Regions from separate parts of the Triticum aestivum genome. Here region 2 is linked to region 1. A link is a contact called in public Hi-C data. All regions are on one chromosome and are shown on one strand. Each heading gives the region's core, a stretch centred on a gene start, on an enhancer-like site or on the middle of the called end of the contact. The rest is flanking DNA. Distances are from core to core; before and after follow the strand shown. Region 1 has its middle 97 kb from the start of LOC123183155. Region 2 holds the start of LOC123183155.

Region 1 (3,954 bases), core at 698-3,197:
TTGTGTTTATGCAGTGGTGCTAATCTGCATCATGCATCATGCATCTGCAAGTTTTTCCTAATCTGCATCATGCATCTGCATGCTTTTTTGACAATGTTTGCATATAAAAAGATTATCCTACCCCTAAAGACAAGAGACTGGATCCTTCTCTCTTTTCCTTCCAAAAGCAATATACTCCATCTGGGAGCATATTGTGTATGCAATCAATCAGGCTAATGGCTTTCAATGACCGGTGCAAACCCATGCAATCGGAGGATCTTATCCTTGGTTGTTTGTGTCTATATGATAGCGACACCTCAATTGTCTCTTGTTTTGTTGGTTGTACGTAGGATTTTCTAGTGTTCAGTTAAGCTTGCAGAAACCAAGCAACTATCTGGGCTGTCAGAAGGTGAAGTGCCACATGTGTAGCTCCGTCTCGTCCTGGCACAGTGGCACTGAGTTTCAGTTGTTGTAAAACTTGGTAATAAGGTTCTGAGGTGCTATTGCTGGTGAGTTTTTCTGGCTCTGCAGAGCACTGAACCCAGTGGTCGAGGAGAGCAGAGTGTGCTTTAGTCTGTTCCCAGCCAGAAATGTACACTCGTTTGACTGAACAATAGCATGTTGGCACCAATTTTTTCTCCATAAACAAGCCTGTACTGGCCACTTGACCTGAACAAACTCATATCTTGATGGTTCTGTTGCCCTTGTCTCAATGATTTTATGATTGTGTCAATTAATCATGCTCTCTCAAGTCTCAAGCGTGATATGTAGTATTCTCTCCGTAAAGAAATATAAGAGCGCTTAGATCACTAAGGAGTAATAGTAGTAATAGCTTGGTTGCAGTTGGTATGAAGGCTGAATTATGAGGTACTTTGTAAGAACGACACTGGGTGTCCAAATAGCAGCAATTAGTCTCAAGTTTGCTTGGATGGGAAAGAAGATCCACAATCATGTGGGGAAGATACCGTGAGGGGTAGGGCAAGAAGATCTATCAAGGCAGTGGAGGACACATTGGATGGTGGTGGTGGGGGTCAGGCAGGGCAAGGCTATTCCACTAGTCCGAGCCATAATAAACTAGCAGATCTCCGCACCTCACATTAATGGCATGATATGGGAAAATGCACACGAGCTCCTGGATGCTCGACCACCTATATGAATATCAGATGACAAAAAAACCAGGAAAAACCCCCCTGGAGTTTTGGGATATCAAACATAGGTGCCCAATCTAGTTCCGTGTGAAATTTCATGAAAAAATATCAAGGAATGTATCCGTTACGAAGAAGATACAGTTCGACCTATGATGTACACAAACAATTTTTTTTGTATATAGGAGTTTTTGTCTTTTTACTGAGAGTACCACAATTGTCATTTTTGGTCCCCTGCAGTGCCCCCCTTTTTTAGCTCTGCCTCCACTCTAGCCGCTGGTGTGTGCGTGCCTGGTGCTCCAGCTCCAGCGATCCAGTCAGTGTGGTGGTGGTGCAGCTCCAGTGAGGTGTGAGGTGAGGAAGAGGAGGAAGGGCTTTTCTTTTCTTTTTCTTTGGCTTCTCCACCCGCGGTCGCTTTGCACGCACCACGCCAACAGCTAGCTTTTGTTCTCCGCACATGTGCTAGGGCAGGATATGGAGCTGGTGGCTGGATGTACGCCGGAGGATGGATGGTCCACTCTCAATAGCTCACTGCAGCAGCTAGCATCTTTGAACAACGGCAGCCAGCTAGCCTTTCGATCGAGTACTGCAACGCACCGGTCGTTGGGCGTTGGCAATGGCGAAAGCCGAAGAGTAGTGCATGATTGGGCTCCGGTTCCGGCGCCGGTCCACCGTGCACGTGGCGCGCCATGTTTCCCTGCGTGATTGTTTGTGCTCTTTTTTAAAAAAAAAATATGTGAGAATTTGTGCTGGCTAGATCTGAGCAGGTGGAGTGCAGACACCGCAGGCTGCATGCAGACAGCCTGGTCTGGATGGCGTCGGTTGGTCCTCTTTCCGGTCGGACTTGGACTTGACCGCCTACGTAGTACGTACCACTAGTGTACGTCAAGAAATCTACTCCATCCGGTCGGACTTGGACTTGACCGCCTACCGTACGTTTCGCACAAGGAGTAGGACGCCACTCCACAAACAAACACGTCCATCCAAACAAAATTTCATTCCATTGGAATTTGGGAGCAGCTGCTAATGCCAGCATCCATGGTCTGTGTGCCTGCCTGGCCAGAACGTGAACTTGATCCATCTTTCTGTTATAGGCTTTCGAGACTACCCGAAAAAAAGGGCTTTCGAGACTAATCTTCACTTGTGCCACTAATTAAGCCTGGATCATCAAGGCTGCGTCATCATGCTTACTGCGTGTGGTAGCGTGGGTTGTTAATCATGCGGATTTCAGATGCCTAAGCTGCATGCATGTCGAGGTACTACTGGTACTGGTCACTGCAAACGCATGAAGGAGATAGATAAAAGAAGCATCCAGAGATTTTGATATCTTGGATGCATGATGGCACAACATGGAGAGCGATCCAAACCCGAACATTCATCTCACTTACAAGCGAAGTTCTGTATCAGATAGATTTACTAGATCAAGGTAAGTAGGCTTTGCAAACAAAACTTACACTTGGTGATTGCGCATTAGGATTGTATATACTACCACCATCAAAACCTGGACTCAGCCACTCAGGGATGCTGGGCTCTCAAAGATAGACTTACGTGGTACGCTGATCCGACGTGTATAATCCATCCCCACAAGGAACATGCATTTACTTTTCAAACCAAGAGGAAGAAATAAAAGAGGAGCTTGAGAATTTAGGCGTGCTTGTCATGGCTTTAGCAGGCTCTGGTTGAGCCTCCCTCAATCATTACCGACAGAGTATACATAGATAAAATAGTCCCACCTGAGCTAGAGAAGAATTGTCGCTGCAAAACAAAAAAGCTAAAGAACACTAGTCCGTACTTATACACACTAATCTCCCACACAAACGAACGAGTACGGGGCCACCGAGTCACTGACACCATGATAGCAAATTAGTTAAGCATCCCCATTTCTTTAACCTTTTTCCGGCCATAATCGGGGCGCCCATGTGAGGTTACGTTTGACCAGCTGCAGATTTGATTAGCTTGCTTGGGTCCTGCTAATCTCGTCGGTTTCCCAAATGGGCTGCCTGGATGTGCTTAGCTCTGCTTCTGAGATAATGTACCACTACTGATGCCCCTCTAATCCAGTCTTTTTGGCCTCAGGTCTAGCCATGATGGAAAACATACACCGTTGTTAGAAATGCTACCAAAAAATAAAAACGGCTAAAAAACTTCTTTTGCGGTAGTGTTCTCTCTTTACTGTCCTACCCTCTAGTTCTTTTTTAATTTTTTGGAAAAATAGGCCGTAGTGTTGTTAGAATAAATCCGAGACATATCATCGATCATCCTCGGACCAACCAATCACACGAGCACGACACCGAAATTTGTTAACGAGGTTCACCGATATGGCTACATCCCTGGGGCCTGACTATGGGCGCTCCTCCCATGACACTGCTACGATACCACACAACTGCTCACAGCCCACAACTTGGGCCTACAGCTTGCTTCGGCTTGCACTTGGCCTGCTGGACCTGCCCACCCCACGCGCAGATCAAAAATGCTAGACACACGGGCTGCACACGCACAAGTTTTACGGACGGGCTGACCTGTTGTGTTTTAATTGGCAAAAGTAAACTTCTCCTTCTACTTAACCGGCACCCCTGATTTTAACTGGTGGGGTGGGCGTCCAGGCCCGTAAAACTCCGTATTATTCCGTGTGTAGCAAAGCCGCGCGCTGATCGATCGATTCCGATCAATCCGATCTTGTCACAAACTCGCCGAAATCATTAGTTGAGGAACTCGTTGCAAAGATCACTCCAACTCTCCTGGTTGCAATAAGTGGCGCACATGCGGCGGGTCACTTGTCGCAACCTGATAGTTTTCCTTTTTTGTAGATCAATTTATTCAAAACGTTTTA
Region 2 (4,084 bases), core at 498-2,997, 97 kb before region 1:
ATTTTTTCCCTTTAGTTTGAGTTTCATAGGGAAAAGAAAGGAATTTTAAATTCCACTCAAACCTCTTTCTTATATTTCTATAATATAGAAAAAGCAACGCAAAGACCATAAGAGTTTCAATCTGATATCACCTTTGCATGTGTCCCAATCATAATTCGAATGCATCTTTTTTGGATTCCCTCTCTGCTCCAGGGCTTTGAACCGCCGCCGCCCGCCCCTCTCATCACCATTGACGGAGCTCCGCGGGACAAAGCCCAAGCGGGGGATGATGGGGCGGCGGCGGGGCCTTCCTCCTCCACGGCTCCGAGATGCAATTCCGATGGAGATCCGCGCGGGTGTTCTGGACGTGTGCGTCGTCCAGCGTCGGCGGTGCAGCGATGATGCCCCCTCCGTCGTCGATGACTCACCCAGGCGGGATTGCGGTTCCGGGCGGTGGTGCGGTTTCCCGACGGCAGACGTCACCCATGGGCGGGCTGGATGAGGAGGAGGTCAATCTGGTGGTCCAACTGGGGATGGGCGCAAATTTGCCAGCGAAAGCTTGGCTCGGTCTCGGCCAGAACCGTCAACGGTGGCGCCCGCGGGTGTTGTTACCTCGTTGGAGGCGTTGTGGGGCGATTCACGTTCCCTGTGTACACCTGGGGAAACCCCAGATTAGGGTTTTTGGGATCGGATTATGGCGAGCTTCCTGCGTCGCCACCCTCATGGGGGCATCATCTTTGAGGTTTTACACCGGCTGGAGGGATAAGTGTTTGGCTTGGTGGCTGGGCGCAGGTCTTCGTATGCTTCTCGTGCGATGACCAAGGTGGAGCAGCGTGCCATCTAAAGTATCGACAACGACGAGTCTTGGCGGCAAGGTGCAGGGGGCTCAACGTTGGATACCGTTCGATGGATGCGCAAAGGAGGCAGGCGTTGTGGTGGCGTCGACGGTATAAGTGTCTGGCAAGATAAGTGCATTGATTGCTCCTGAAGATGGGACCGCAGCAGAAGGCGGTGACAGATTCTATGGCATGCGCATGCAGTGCACGCTGAGGGTCTGCTAGATCGGTTGGTGGTCCTGGCTAGCCGGCGGGCGGCTTGGTGAGGCCACCAAATTTCTTGGTGCGCGTGGCGCGCGGTCAGGGCACATCATCAATCTTGTAAGTAGGGTGATATTTTTTTTTGTCTAAACGGTGATTTTGGATTGATCTATGTATATATTTTGTAAGATCTTTGTCGAATAATGCAATTAAGATGGTTGTATGCATCGCTCGATTCAGAGACCGGGGTAAATCCTCCTTGAAAAAAAAATCTCTTCGGATTCCTATGTCTTCTCTCTTGTCGCGAATAAAACACACAATTATGCAGATTGCCTTGTTTTCAGAAATGCTTCGTTTTGCACATGCAATTGCATTCCTATGTTCTTATGGTTTGAAGATCCCACAGATCAAAGAGGCCCCTGAAGAAAAGGATACAGCAGATCACATGATCGGGAGAGCCGAAAACGGCATCGTCCCAACCACCGTCATGTGTTTTTCGTAGCTTCTTAAAAACTCGCAAGTACGTACGTATGTTTGCCGATACGTACATACACACATATCCTGGTGTACGCACATGCGCACCGGGCCAGCCAGCCAGCCACCGCTCGCCGGAACAGCCGCAAAATGGACCCCTCCACGGTGGTGGAGCTCGCTGCCCCCTCCCACCTACCGCCAGCTCAAGCAAACCCTACACGTCCCTGTCCCCCTCCCTGATCCTCCATTACTCCACTCCATCATCATCCTCCTCCTCGAGCGAGGCAGATTACAGCCATGATGGTTGATTGCTGCAGCGGCTAAGCACCACGGTTAACGAGGCAAGTGCAACCAGCTCGAGCAGAGCAGAGCTCACTCCCAAACCCTACTGCGGCAGCTCACTTATTTCCAAGTGAGCTCCCCACTGTCTGCAAGACCACGGCCTCACCTCACTCCCCAATCCTCACCATAAACAATTGGAATAATAAATTCGAGGAGGAGGAGGAGGAAAAAAACAAGGCGAGGTCACAGGCTCAGCGAGCGCATCTCCCTCTGCTTGCTTGTGCTGCCCCCTCGCGCGCCTCATGCGCCGCAAGAAGCACTTGGACCGCGCTGGCGGCGGCGGCGGCGGCACCGAGCTCTTCATCTGCTTCACCTCCCGCCCCTCCGCCTCAGGGCTGCGACCCTCCTCATCCTCCAAGCCATTCAGCCCCGGCCGCGGCGGAGCCGGCCCCGCAGCAGGAGGAGGGAACGGCTCTGGTGGTGCTGGTGCTGCCGACGCGGCGCCGGCCGCGCTGCTGCGCCCGTCGCTGAGCAGGCGGCTGAGGAACAGCGGGAGCCTCAAGGGCGGCCAGTCGCCCATGTTCCCGCCGGGGACGGCGTCGGGGGGCCGGCGCGGGCGGGGCGGGATGGAGCCCGCCGAGCCCTCCTCGCCCAAGGTCACCTGCATCGGCCAGGTCCGGGTCAAGGGCGGCAAGCGCAAGCCCAAGCACGCCTCCTCCTCCGCCGCCGCGCTGCGCTCGCGCTCCAGGCGCGGCGTCGGCGGCGGCCTGTCCGGGTCCGAGGCCAGCTTCCGCCGCGGGGCGGACGACCGGGACGGCGCCGGCGGCCTCCACCCCGGGGCCAAGAACCAGGGCTGGGTCTACCAGATCCCGGTCAACATCTGCGAGGCGCTCAAGACCTTCGGCTCCTGCGGCGGCCGCTCCCTCTGCTCGCCGTCCCGGGACCGTGGGGGCGCGCCGCGGTCCGGTGCCGCGGGAGACAAGAAGCGCCGCCGCGCCCCGGCCGGCGGGAGCTGGCTCTGCGGCGCCGCCGTGGCCCGGTGCCTCCTGGCGATCCAGGAGGAGGAGGACGACGTCGGGAAGGGCTCCGCCGTCGGGCCCGCGGACGAGGCCCGGGAGTCGCAGGTGGGGCTCGTGATGCAGGGCTGGGACGTGGAGGACGACGAAGAAGAGGAGGAGGACGAGACCCGCGTCGTCGTCGGCGCGGTGGAGGTGGAGAAGGAAGATGAGATCTTGCTGGTTGGAGGCAAGGAGGAGGAGGGGAGGGTCAGCGTCTGCATCCCGCCTAGGAACGCTCTCCTGCTGATGCGCTGCAGATCCGACCCCGTGCGCATGGCGGAGCTCGCCACGCGCTTCTGGGGTTCCCCTGCGGCGGCCACTGCCAGTGTCGGCCAGGTCGACAATGAAGGGGGCGGCGGCGGCGTCGAGAAAGAAGAGGAGGAAGAAGGCGAGGCCAATGTGGAGAAGGAATGTGCAGTGGAAGCTCGGAATTCAGCTGTTTCCGCCGACGGTGAGGTATGCCGCGAGCGCGGCGGCTTTGAAGACGACGGCGGCGAGGCAGGGGATGCCGGTCAAGTGGTGTCTGAAGATGAGAGCTCCAAGCATGGAGATATTGGGGAAGAAGCGAATGATGGAGGCTGCAGAGGAGATGCAGAGGAGAAGGACGAGCCTGTGGAGGCTCAGATTGTTCGCAAGGACGTAGGCTTGGAGGTTGAAGCTGCCAAGAGTGAGAGCCAAGCACCGGCAATGGTGGAGGCTGTGGCAGACACCAAGGAGGATGCTGATGCCCCAAGAATGGAGGACGAGGTGAAGGGCAGGAGGTCAGTCAGCAGCTGCTCCCCATCCACAGCACTGAAGGAGGACCGCAAATTGCGGCGGTTGGGCAGCACCAGGAGGCGTGTTTCTACGAGCAGCAAGGCCTCCTCGAGCAGTGATCGTGTCGACAGGCGGCACAGCTTCTCGGCCGAAATGGAGGCGCGGCGGTCGAGCTTCTCGAGCTTGAAGTATTCGAGGAGGGCAAGCTTCTCCATCGACAGGGATGGCCGGAGGTGGAGCTTCACCATTGAGCAGGAGCACCTCGTCGCGGAGCCTAAGGTTTTGATGGCATCCAGGAAGGGGAAGAAAAATTCGTCCGAGGCCGAGTCGGAGAAGGACTGCCCTGTTCTTGTTGCTGCACCAAACAGCGTGGAGGAAGCCCAAGAGTGCACTGAGGATGGAAAGGAAGAGGCCACAAATGTTGATGGTGAGGAAGAAGGAGCAACAACACAATGTGCTGAAATTCACACAGAAGTTCAGAAGGTTGAGACCGGAGTC

What was found. A called contact is a pair of places that touch in the nucleus more often than the background predicts.
Region 2: a contact with region 1 is called in a Hi-C map of leaf, with 3 times the contacts expected there. The contact joins the promoter of LOC123183155 here to the enhancer-like site in region 1. A contact is called at or near these places in 3 of 5 Hi-C or Micro-C datasets (leaf and an unstated tissue).

Annotation. Positions count from the first base shown.
Region 1 is chr1D:474,958,339-474,962,292 of IWGSC CS RefSeq v2.1, reverse strand. No RefSeq gene overlaps it. Among protein-coding and RNA genes, the nearest start is that of LOC123183155, 97 kb to the left of the region's middle. Within about 2 kb of position 1,947, at least 5 of the 8 cell types and tissues checked have an H3K27ac peak or open chromatin away from gene starts, as enhancers often do. A contact at or near this core is called in leaf, where this site is marked.
Region 2 is chr1D:475,054,963-475,059,046 of IWGSC CS RefSeq v2.1, reverse strand. LOC123183155 reads left to right here and starts at 1,747. Exons shown (of 1, transcript XM_044595898.1): 1 at 1,747-4,084. The coding sequence starts at 2,075.